4 separate regions of the Mus musculus genome follow, and regions 1, 3 and 4 are each linked to region 2. Evidence: chromatin contacts called from public HiCAR-type and promoter capture Hi-C data. All regions are on one chromosome and are shown on one strand. Each heading gives the region's core, a stretch centred on a gene start, on an enhancer-like site or on the middle of the called end of the contact. The rest is flanking DNA. Distances are from core to core; before and after follow the strand shown. Region 1 holds the start of Wdfy1 (WD repeat and FYVE domain containing 1). Region 2 holds the start of Irs1 (insulin receptor substrate 1). Region 3 holds the start of Ap1s3 (adaptor-related protein complex AP-1, sigma 3). Region 4 holds the start of Serpine2 (serine (or cysteine) peptidase inhibitor, clade E, member 2).

Region 1 (2,700 bases), core at 31-2,530, 2.5 Mb after region 2:
TCTGTCAGTCTCTCAGTCATTTTTATACTTCTACATGCTTAGGGAGGGGCCTAGACTATCCGGTCAGTTTCAGGAACTTCCTCAAGCTATTTTGAGTTGTTCACTTTCGGAGCACCAGAAGCTTCCCCGAGGCAGCAAAGTTTCACCTTCTCTTCGAACACCCTGTGAGCACCCTCTGTCTTACTGAGCTTCCCTCTCAGATGAACTCTTTTAACCTCAGAGAAAACTGCTACCCAACACTCAGAACCTTGTACTTTCTAAGTAAGAATTTTCCCGCTGGATTAGTTACCTTTTTCACTGCTGTGAAGCAAACTACCAGACTAAAGGCAACTGAAGGAAGGAAGGAAGGAAGGGGTTATTTTAGTTCAGGGTTTGTGGGTCAAGAACCCGTGGTTTGTGTGTACTGCAGTTTGGGTAATAGTAGTAACAGCGTGTGTGGGATGAAGGGCTGAAAAGGGAGCTGTGTGAAATTCTGACTGGGTTTCTCGATTATGGCCCTTAAAACATACTATCAGTGTCGTCCAGCCAAAACCCATCAGGAATTCACCTGCAGTTGGACAAGTGAGGTTGGCTGTGTGTTAGCAGAGGGTGCCTCGTGGAGAGGGAGCCATTTGGCATCTGGGTAACACAGCAACTGAAGGATAAGGGTTGGTGCTGGGTGATTTGGAGAAGGTTTAAGGAAAAAGAGCTTTTCTTCGGACAGGAAGTTGGCAGGAAATGGTGGTGTTGAGGGGCGGGCTGAGGTAAATAAAAAATTGTATATTCTAACTGGAGGAGAAAGCTGTAACTGGGGGTGGGGGTGGGGAGATAGTCACAATCTCCTGAACAGAAAAGTGTCCCATTGTGGTAGTTTGCACAATGTTAACAATCATAGAGTAGAATTATGCACAGGCTATGAGCGTTTGGATGATGGTACCAGTCGCAGCTCCCAGGGGGAGCTGCTTGTGAGTTTTTTTTTTTTTTCCACCTTTTAACAAGCCTGAAATTGGGGTGTGTCTTTCAAACAATGGCTTCTTAGGGTGGATGCGGTGCGATACTGTTTGAGGGGCAGGTGCTTGTGTTCTGCTACTGCTCAGCTCAATCCGTTTCCGGGAGAATTATTTGGCTTTTTAACCTTCACCAAGATCCTGTTTTTTGTTGTTGTTTTTGTTTTTGTTTTTTTAGGGTTCCTTCCGGGGTCACAGAATTATAACTGTGCGGCTTCACCAAGTACTACGGGAATCTGCGGCAGTGCTCGCGAGCTTACGGCGGCGTGGAGCACACGCGGCTGGGTTGCCCTAAGCAACCGGCGCGTCCCCGCCCGGCGGTCAGCTGATGGGCCGCCCGCGGGGGAGGCCGCGGCTCGAACATGGCGGCGGAGATCCACTCCAGGCCTCAGAGCAGCCGCCCGGTGCTGCTGAGCAAGATAGAGGGCCACCAGGACGCCGTCACCGCCGCGCTGCTCATCCCCAAGGAGGACGGCGTGATCACCGCTAGCGAGGACAGGTAGAGTCTGGGAGCACGCGGGGGCCGGGGCGTGAGGTGGTGACGACCACGAGGCGTGGGGATCGTGGGGTCCGCGATTCTGCCTCCCTTCTTGTTGTCACCCCGGACGGAGCGGCCACCCTCTCTCCCACGTCCCCGTAGTCCACCGAGATCCTGGTGCCGTCAGGCGGATCTGTCTTACTCCCCTAGTCTGGGACCTATCCCCCTCCGCGCGCCTTTAGTCTTGGGAACCCCAACAGCCCCAGACCGTCCCACTGCGCCCTTTCAGTCCGGAATCAGGTTCTCCAGCGCCCCCTTTATCACGGGACCCCGACCCAGACCCACAGACTCTTCTGTCCCTGGACCCCGTCCTATAGCACCATAAACCACTGACCAACCCTCCAGATCCCCTCCAGTCTCGGGACCCTGTTCCACAATTCATCTCCAGTCTGGGACCCTGATCCACAGGGCTCATCCCACTCAGGACCCACCCATTCTGGGACCCTGGACCTCACACGACCTCTCTAGTCCAAAGTCTTTCTTCAAAGGTCTTTAGTTCCGGACCTTCGCCACACCCTTCTAACCTGGGACCTAGTCCCTCCATCTCCCCATCCTGACAGAACCCCTGTTCCCACCGCTGGCTTGCAGTCCAGGGTTCCCAGTGCACACCCCTGCGAGTCGGTACTCCAGTCCTAGCTTCTAGCTAGCCTCTTGCCCCCGTTGCCGTCCTGTCCCGTGGTGCTGCTCCAACCTTTGCCTCCTGTGTCTTCCTGGCTGGGGCTTACCTGGTGCTCCAGAGTTCCTGTGTTCTCCTGGGACCGTTCCAAGTCCCAGAGGACTAGTAGCTAATTACCTTGGGACCTGGTGCGGCTGTTTATTCCTTACATGGAACCCCACGGGCATTCACCTCTTCCTTCTAATTTGTTTGGGGGCTGAGGTTAGGTTGTATACTTTCCTGTGCTTCTCCTGGCTTCAGGGTCAGTTGTTTGTTTGTTTGTTTGAACCATAGCTGCTAGAACTATCTGAACTCTTACTGACCAAAGAGTTTTCGATTTTTGTACAAAAAGTGATTAGTTAGTTCTTTAAAAGTCCAGATGCACTTATTTTAAAAGGAAAATTTATTTACAAATAAGTAATTTTATTTACAAGTAATTTAGCCCCACAAGTAGGAAACAGAAGGTCATTTACCACAAGACTAAAACAAGCCGTTATCAATGTTCCTATGTAGTTCTGCCG
Region 2 (2,700 bases), core at 83-2,582:
TGTAGGTCTTTAATGCCGGTTGGGCTAGACAGGGACACCCTGCTTGATTTATAGGTCATCTTAAAAAGAAAAAGAAAAAAAAAAACTTTGGGGAGCGTCTGCTTGTGGTGAGACTAAGAAATAGGCTTTGCAAAGAGGCTGCTGACCCGTTTTCATCAAGAAGTACCCATTTTCCTGTGCAGCCTAGCCACTTATCCTTGTCTCCCACTTATCCTTGTGGTCAAGGTTAAAAGTGTATAGGGTCGTCTAATGCTCGTGCAAACTATGAAACAAACATCTGCTAACATATACACAGTAAGGGTGTACACTTAGGAACTCTCTGAAGGTCCTTTACATCTTTAAAAAAAATCACAAATAGACTTACGAATGTGATAAGGGGTGCCAGGTTTCCTCCAGCCCCCGCCCCCCACCTTTTGCACTAACTAACCCTTAAGTGTGAATCCCTCTTCACCTGCATGAAGGAAGAGAAATGGTGACTTTTACATTTTATTTCCTTAGTGATCAGCGGCTAATAGTGCCAGGTGTGAGATCCCAGGTCGCGATTCCGAGAGACCCTAACCTAGCCAACAGTCATTGCCCTTGGGCGTCCCTCTCTGTTTCTTCCAGGTGCTTCACCACGGTACGTCCGGAGATTCCAGGTGGAAGACTGGCTCAGAAGTCCTTTAGAAAATCTTACAAAAATGTAGATCTCCCTACCAGGGCCTCTCACCCAGACACCGACATCCAGCTGCCTCCCGGGGGTCGCCTTTACCTGTTGGGTGAGAGCTAGCAGGTCACCCGCGTCCCCTCCGCCCCAGCGCCCCCACCCTCTCGGGGCTCTGCAGCCGCAGTGCACCCCCCCTCTCACTGCCCCCTCCCTCACTCCTGCGTCTTCCCCAGATCCCCCCCTCCCGTTTTCCCAGACTCCCCTCCTGCTTTCCGGTAGCCACCCAAACAAGCCTGCCCTCCCGCCGCGGGGATTCCTACGGGCCGGGGGCGCTCTGGGTGGCACGGGCGTGGGAGACACAGCGCCCCGGGCTCTGCCGGCCACGCAGGGGCGCTGCCCGAGCGCTGCAGCAAAGGGCCAGCGCGGGCGCCTCTGCGGCACGGCCAGGGGGTGGAGAGGGGCGGGCGTGGGGCGGGCTCGGCCCGGAATGTAGAGCGAGCAGGGAGAGGGAGAGAGACCCGGGCTGGAGCCTCCCGGCGGCGGCCAGGCTGCTGAGCGCAGAGGCTCCGTCACGTGTTTTGCTCCTCTGGAGTGAGACGGCGGCGCGGTCTGAAGAGGGCCAGCGCGCGGTGCCAGCCGCCGCAGCCGCCGCTTGTTTTGGTTGGGGCTCTCGGCAACTCTCCGAGGAGGAGGAAGGAGGAGGGAGGAGGAGGAGGGAGGAGAAGGAGGGAGGAGGAGAGAAGTAACTGCAGCGGCTGCGCCTCGGGAGGACCGGGCGTCTTCCCCGATCTCTTCCCAAACCTCCCCCGCTCCCCGCCTCCCTCCCTCGTCCCCTCCCCTCCTCCCTTGCGGACTGGAGCTAGGGGCAGGGATGAGCCTGTCCCTCTGGACCGTCCCCTGCTCCCCCAGCTGCCCAGTAGCGTTGCGCGTGGAAAAGCCACTTTCCCCGCCCGCCGAGATGGGCTCGAGTGCGGGCTGCAGAGGACGCGTCCTCGGGCGGCAGCAGCAGCAGCAGCAGCAGCAACAGCCGCAGCGCCGCGGTCTCTGCGATTGAGCTGGTATTTGGGCGGCTGGTGGCGACGGGGACGGTTGAAGGGTGGGAGGAGGCAGAGGAGGAGGAGGAGAAGGAGGAGGGAGAACCCGGTGCAACGTTGGGACTTGGCAGCCCGCCTCCCCCTGCCCAAGGATATTTAATTTGCCTCGGGAATCGCTACTTCCAGAGGGGAACTCGGGAGGGAAGGCGCGCGCGCCTAGAGAGCCAAGCGGGGACTCCTCGGGCCATCGCTGCCTCCCTACATCGGACTCGACCAGGGGCGGCAAGGGATGCACCATAGCTCCTTCTCTGCTGCAGGGACTGGGGGAGACATAGTCCTCGGAAGATTGCGGCTGCACTCACCCTAGACCCACTGCCCTTCCCTCTGGGCATGAAACGCCCTTAAACTCGGATCAGGCTATCTTCCTTGGCGCAGTTACCTCGTCCTTCGGCTGCCCCTCCCCAGCTCCAGGAACAGCGTGAATTTTGGAGTCAGAATTTCTGCGAGCTTCCTCCAGCCCGGAGTGCATGTGCGGGGCCGCACTGAGAAGCCACCCCTCACCCAGTTTTTCAACACCTCCCTCTGCTCCGCAGCAGCATGGCGAGCCCTCCGGATACCGATGGCTTCTCAGACGTGCGCAAGGTGGGCTACCTGCGCAAGCCCAAGAGTATGCATAAGCGCTTTTTCGTGCTGCGGGCGGCCAGCGAGGCCGGGGGCCCAGCGCGCCTGGAGTATTATGAGAACGAGAAGAAGTGGCGGCACAAGTCGAGCGCCCCCAAACGCTCGATCCCCCTCGAGAGCTGTTTCAACATCAACAAGCGGGCTGACTCCAAGAACAAGCACCTGGTGGCTCTCTACACCCGAGACGAACACTTTGCCATTGCCGCGGATAGCGAGGCTGAGCAAGACAGCTGGTACCAGGCTCTTCTGCAGCTGCATAATCGGGCAAAGGCCCACCATGACGGGGCTGGAGGAGGCTGCGGCGGTAGCTGCAGCGGCAGCTCTGGCGTTGGAGAGGCA
Region 3 (2,700 bases), core at 71-2,570, 2.6 Mb after region 2:
CTGTGAGCACCAGTGACATCAGTGACATCAGTGCCCCCTCATTCATCACCAGGGCTCCCCCATAGGGCCTGGCATGAAGGAAAGGCATTAGTGGCAGGAATTCGGGAGCCCAGCTGGAGTTCTCTTTGCTTTCCTGTTCCTAGATGGGGGCTGGGGGGGCACGGGGTGTCTATATCCTGCAGATGGTTCAGATTAGATCCTGGAGAGGAATTCCGTCGACTTATGGGTCTAAGAGCCATTTAGACAAAGGTTAACCTTTAAGAGTCATTGTCTCTCTTTGGGTATATGGCGAAACCAGCCCATTCTCCCCAAATCAATCTGTGCTAAAACTCTGCTTAGAACTCGGAGACCTGGAGATTCTTTATTCCGGCTTAAAACTCCCCTAATTGTTTAGCCAATACCAAGTGGTCTGTCCTGAAACCATACACATAAGAGCAACACTAAAAGACCGAGCAGTAACACACACACACACACACACACACACACACACACACACACGCACACACACACCCCTAAAGAAAAAAGAAGCCACGATTTCAAATGAAACTGCGCCGGGGCAGGGTGGGTGGGTATACCTGGGGAAGAGGGGAATTTAAGGGAAGAAAGGGGAAAATGATGTAATTATATTTTAATTTAAATAACAAAACAGTCTAGGCCTAAAAATCAAGGGGAAGAAAAACAGCTGAAGAAAAACAAACACCACTCCCCCCCCCCCCGAGTTTCAGTACCTTAATGTAATAGAAAACTTTAAGCGGAGAGGGCTATGAATGTTCTTGAATTGCAATTTTGGTAAAAAGCAAAACAAAACTCAAGGGAGTGTGTGTGAAAACATTTTTCATGTATTTCTAGCTCTGGGAACTGCTCTCTCCCTGAGGTGTAGGGCCAGACTGCTTTTTACACTTTTCTCAGGTGTAAAGGCAAGCATCTTCTTTTGGCGGAAGGTCGCCAGTCCCATTCATGAAGCACACAACGTGGCAGCAGAAGAAGGATCGCAGACCCCAGACCAAAAGGGAAGCTGGGGCACCAGGCGCGGTCAGCGCAGAAGGTGCGCGCGCAGGTGTAAGCACTGCCCTGGGTGGGGCTAGCGGTGATGAGGGGCGTGGCGAACTGCGGGGTCCCCGTGGCGCAGGAGAGCAAAGGAAGAACCAGGGGGAGGAGGAGGGAGTGAGAAAGGGTAAAAGGGGGAGCTGGAGCGGGAGGCTTGTGAAGAGGCAGAGAAGGAGTGACACAATTTGAGGAAGCCAGGAGGAAGGTGTGTGGGAGGAGCGGAGGGGAGGAGCAGCCCGGTGCGGGGAGGAGTCTGCAAACTTTCAGTTCAAGGGCATTGTGGGAAGTAGCCATGGTCTGAGGCTAGCGCCTCACCTGTCAGCCGCCCGGGCTGCTACAGTCTCTTCTGGCCCTCGCATCCCGGGCAATCGCTGCTGTAGGGACCCGGGACCATGGTGAGTAGGGCTGAGCATCGTGATGGAGCTGGTCGAGGCGGTGCGCGCTCCAGGTGACACCTGCGGCTCCAGGGCCGAACACGCGGCTGGGGAGGGGGTACGCGCCTAACCTGGCTCTGGGTACCGCCGAGTCACAGGCGAGGGTGGCCCGGCTGCTCCGGACAGTGCAGGTCTCCCCGTTCCTGCGAGTCCCACGGACACCGGGCACCGCTCTTCATTCATTTCAGTCTCTTTCTCTGATCGCTTGGTCCGAGCCAGGCGCTGGGGATGTCGCGGGGGACCAGGTGCTTAACACTGGTAGGAAAGGATGCCTAGGGAAAGAGACGGTGATGGAATGGTGAAATAAAAATAACTTTCCAGAGCGAGGAGAACTCCCAAGCCTCAAGAAACCCGCCTGAGAGGTAATTTTTGATTTGGTGGCCTTTTTGAGGAAGTGACATTTGAGCTCCCCGAGGTGTTTTGGTAGAGCGCAGCAGTTGGAGGGGTGAGCGACTGTGAAGAGGAGAAATGAAACCCCGGTTTGTGGCTGGAGAGGCGGGAGGGATACCAGGTAGCAGTTCTTCATAAAGTAGAGTTTTGGGTTTTGATTCGCTCGAATTTTAACAGGAGTAGTGACCGTATCCATTCTACACTTCCTGAACCCTTTGATTGATGATGGAGAATGGACTGAGATGTGGGGGGGTGGGGGCGTGGGGTGGAATTCCTATCAAGATGAAAGCCCGGAGACCCGCTACACTCAGAAGTGGATATCCAGCTCTGGGTGGAAGCAATACCTGAGGTTTCTCTCGCGCTGGCTTTCTGCTGGGACAGTGACTAGTTTGGTAGCCTGTCCCACTTCCCTGGTTGTGCACACTTCCCAAATTCTCAGAGAAGTGACCTCCTGAAGGCACTCTCTGGATGCACGACAGAGAGCAGGTGACTTTAGAAAGAAGGTTGAGTTGGAGTAGTCCATTGCTGAGACACCCGGACAGATAGCCCAGAGGATGTCGGCAGGGTTCCCAGCGTGCCCATTTTTTGTTTGTTGAGGTAAATGCAGGGTGCAAAAAGGCCCCTGTAAATAACGGAGCAGCTCTCTTGGCTTGCTCAAGTTTCCCAAGGAACAAGGTACCCAGGAAGATAGCTCATTTGCCTAATGGAGGTGGGATGAAGGCTGGTTCCCAAGTATCTATGGAGCCCAAAGCTGCTTACTTCTTGAGGAAGGGGCAGGATTTGAGGTAAGGCCCTGAGTTCTAAACAGCACAAGGTGGGAGTTTTGTTT
Region 4 (2,700 bases), core at 164-2,663, 2.4 Mb after region 2:
TGAAGATGGTGAGATAGAAGCAGATGCAGAGAAACCAGCAAGCTCTGTGCATCTGCCTTCACTCACACTTCAAACTTGGCTCTCTAGTATAGTGATTCTCAGTCTGTGAGTCATGACCCCTTGAGGGGTCAAATGACCTTTTCACAGAGATCATCCGGAAACACTGATATTTATATGACAACTCATAACAGTAGCAAAGTCACAGTTATGAAGTAAGAAGGAAAATAATAGTGCTATGGGGGGGGGGGGGCGCACCACAACATGAGGAACCATACCTATTAAAGGGCTGCACCATTAGGAAGGTTGAGAACCACTGCTCTAGTAGTTTCTTATCTGCTTCCCCTCCTATCTGTAGCACTGCACCCTAATCCAGTGCCTTGTGCATCTGAGGCAAGCACCCTACCACCTAGCCACACCCTCAGTCCCTAATGCCTTCATCTGGAAAGCTGCTCTCAGTTTTTCAAGTCACACACACACACACACACACACACTCACACACACGGGTGGGGGAGTGTCTGTCATGGACACAGCTGTGTCAGTGTGGTTGCTCAGAGATCTGAGTTGCTCTAGCACTAGGTGCAGTTTATTTCACAGCCCTAAAGAGATTTACGGCTGTTTTTTCTTCATTGGGGCCAAACATGGGGCCTGATAGGGAGGGCGTTGCACCAAAGGCAACAGAGACTACCATGAAAGTCCCTACAAACCTAACCTGAGCAGAGGACTGAAGAATGCAGAAAGGGACACTCAGGTAACAGACCATGGGACATAACAGCCATCTGTTGCTGGCCTTGGGTCTGATAAGGTCTCAGGGGCTGAAGGTGTAGGTTCAAAACACCTGGATCTTCGGAGCTCTGAGAGTACTTCATGCTATCACCACAAGCAAGGGGTCAGTTTTCTGCATGTCCTTGCTTGTCATGTGCCTAGGAATCCCACAGCCAGCTCATCCACTAAGCAGGGATAAGTTGACTCTGGGGCACCTGGAGGACCTGTTCTAGACCTCCACGTCCTAGCTCCGTTATTTCCATCACCTGCAGGATTGCACACTGTCACCCCCCCCCCAACACCCCCAGACGACGCGTCTTGCGTCTCAGGGGCACACCACTGGCTTCTGTGTCGCCCACTCCTCTCCACTCCCCACAGGCTCATCCGGACGATCCACGTGCAGCTCGACCGGGGGTTGGCGCCGCACCTCGAGCCCGGCGCGTCTGGCCGGAGCTTTCTGGGGACCCGAACCCCCCAACCCCCGCGAGAGGGCGGCATCTGGCGACCGCGGGTCGGGCAGGGGGGCGTCCTAAAGTCCCCTGCGGTGCAGAGACGTTGCGGCCGGCTGCCACACAAAGGCGGCGGCGGGAAGGCGGGGCGGGGCGGGCCGGGGGGCGGGGGAGGCAGGAAGGGGCGGGGGCGGCGGCGGCGATAAAGCCCCCGCGCGGCCCGGCCGGCTAGTGCAGTGGTTGCACGGGAGTGCGGGCTGCACGCGTCACCGTCACCGCCGCCTGTCCCCCACCGCCGCGCAGCGCCGATCTCCCTCCCGGTTTCGGCCGCCACCTGGGGATCCAAGCGAGGACGGGTGAGTAGCAGCTGCGGGGTTCCCGCTGCTCGGAGGGGAGCCGGGGACTGTCCCCGGGGCAGCACCGCGACCGGTTGCTGGGGCGGGAACTTTCTCGAACCGCCTCGGGCCCCGCTGCGAGCGCTCCTGGCTCCCGCGTCCCTGTCCCCGAGGGTTTGGGCGTCCAGGTGTGCCGGAGGCTGACGGAACGCTCGCCGAGCTCGGGGTGGGTCCAGCAGGACTGCAAACCGTGACCCTGAACCCGAGGCGACTGGGCACTCACGGGTAGCACCGACCCCACACTTTTCCCGTGCGCGGGTCCCTGTCCCGGGCGACCGGCTCTCACTTGTAACCTTTGCCTGTGCAGTGTGGAGGTGGGCAGCGGTTTGGGGAAGGACTTCAGTTCACACTGGCCTTTGCAACAGGCTTGTCCCTAGGATACAGTAGCAGCTCTTTGCGATTTCTTATTTATTTTCATCATCTGTGGACCAGGGAATTGCGAGGCCGGTGAGTGACTCCAGGTAAGGTGAAAGTACTCAGAAATCCTCGGAGGAATTAGGTATTTAATTTGCCCCCACGATGAGCAGAGAGGGAAAGCTGCTATTACATAAGACAGCACTCCACCTTCAGGTATTAGGGAAGGTGCTGTTGAGGATTTTTAGTGTTTTAATGAACAAAACAGAATCTCCGCGTGTCTCTCCAGAGAAATCTCCAAACGCCGCTGGATCTTGCTTTGACTACTTTGCTGGGAACGTTCTTATATTTAGCATGAACATAAAAAGGTGTTTGAAGGTTTAACTTTTCTCTTTCAAGCCAGGAGGCAGTTTACTTTTCTGAACTGTTCTAGAACAATTGATCTGATCATCTTGTACTTTGGAGATTTTGTATCTGAATGGGAATACAGATAATGGGAGAAATGTCAGCATTACCGATTTGTGTATCTGAAGCACACTTAAAAATTGAAGGTGCTTTGAACACTTTCTGTGGTTCTAAAACAATAATTATACCCTGTTGGCAACATTTAAGCAAAAAAAAAAAAAAAAAAAAAAAAAATCTCAAGAGCTTCGCCACAGATAATGGAACCGTCAACAATGGAGTTTTAGCTGTTTTTTTCAGAGTAGTGTTTGAAATTTTTGTTCAGCTAAGGGTGACTC

The links. Promoter capture Hi-C pulls out the DNA fragments that hold promoters and counts their contacts. HiCAR-type assays count read pairs that join an accessible place to other places.
Region 1: a HiCAR-type map of astrocytes shows a contact between it and region 2, with 4 times the contacts expected there. The contact joins the promoter of Wdfy1 here to the promoter of Irs1 in region 2.
Region 3: a contact with region 2 is called in a promoter capture Hi-C map of pre-B cells, with 5 times the contacts expected there. The contact joins the promoter of Ap1s3 here to the promoter of Irs1 in region 2.
Region 4: a promoter capture Hi-C map of hippocampal neurons shows a contact between it and region 2, with 2.8 times the contacts expected there. The contact joins the promoter of Serpine2 here to the promoter of Irs1 in region 2. A contact is called at or near these places in 1 of 39 promoter capture datasets (hippocampal neurons) and 1 of 115 datasets of contacts at active chromatin or transcription factors (astrocytes).

What each region holds. Positions count from the first base shown.
Region 1 is chr1:79,760,349-79,763,048 of GRCm38.p6, reverse strand. It overlaps Wdfy1 (WD repeat and FYVE domain containing 1), which reads left to right and starts at 1,280. Exons shown (of 12, transcript NM_001111279.1): 1 at 1,280-1,485. The coding sequence starts at 1,349.
Region 2 is chr1:82,290,071-82,292,770 of GRCm38.p6, reverse strand. It overlaps Irs1 (insulin receptor substrate 1), which reads left to right and starts at 1,332. Exons shown (of 2, transcript NM_010570.4): 1 at 1,332-2,700. The coding sequence starts at 2,278.
Region 3 is chr1:79,670,592-79,673,291 of GRCm38.p6, reverse strand. Ap1s3 (adaptor-related protein complex AP-1, sigma 3) reads left to right here and starts at 1,320. Exons shown (of 5, transcript NM_183027.2): 1 at 1,320-1,442. The coding sequence starts at 1,440.
Region 4 is chr1:79,857,378-79,860,077 of GRCm38.p6, reverse strand. Serpine2 (serine (or cysteine) peptidase inhibitor, clade E, member 2) reads left to right here and starts at 1,413. Exons shown (of 9, transcript NM_009255.4): 1 at 1,413-1,567.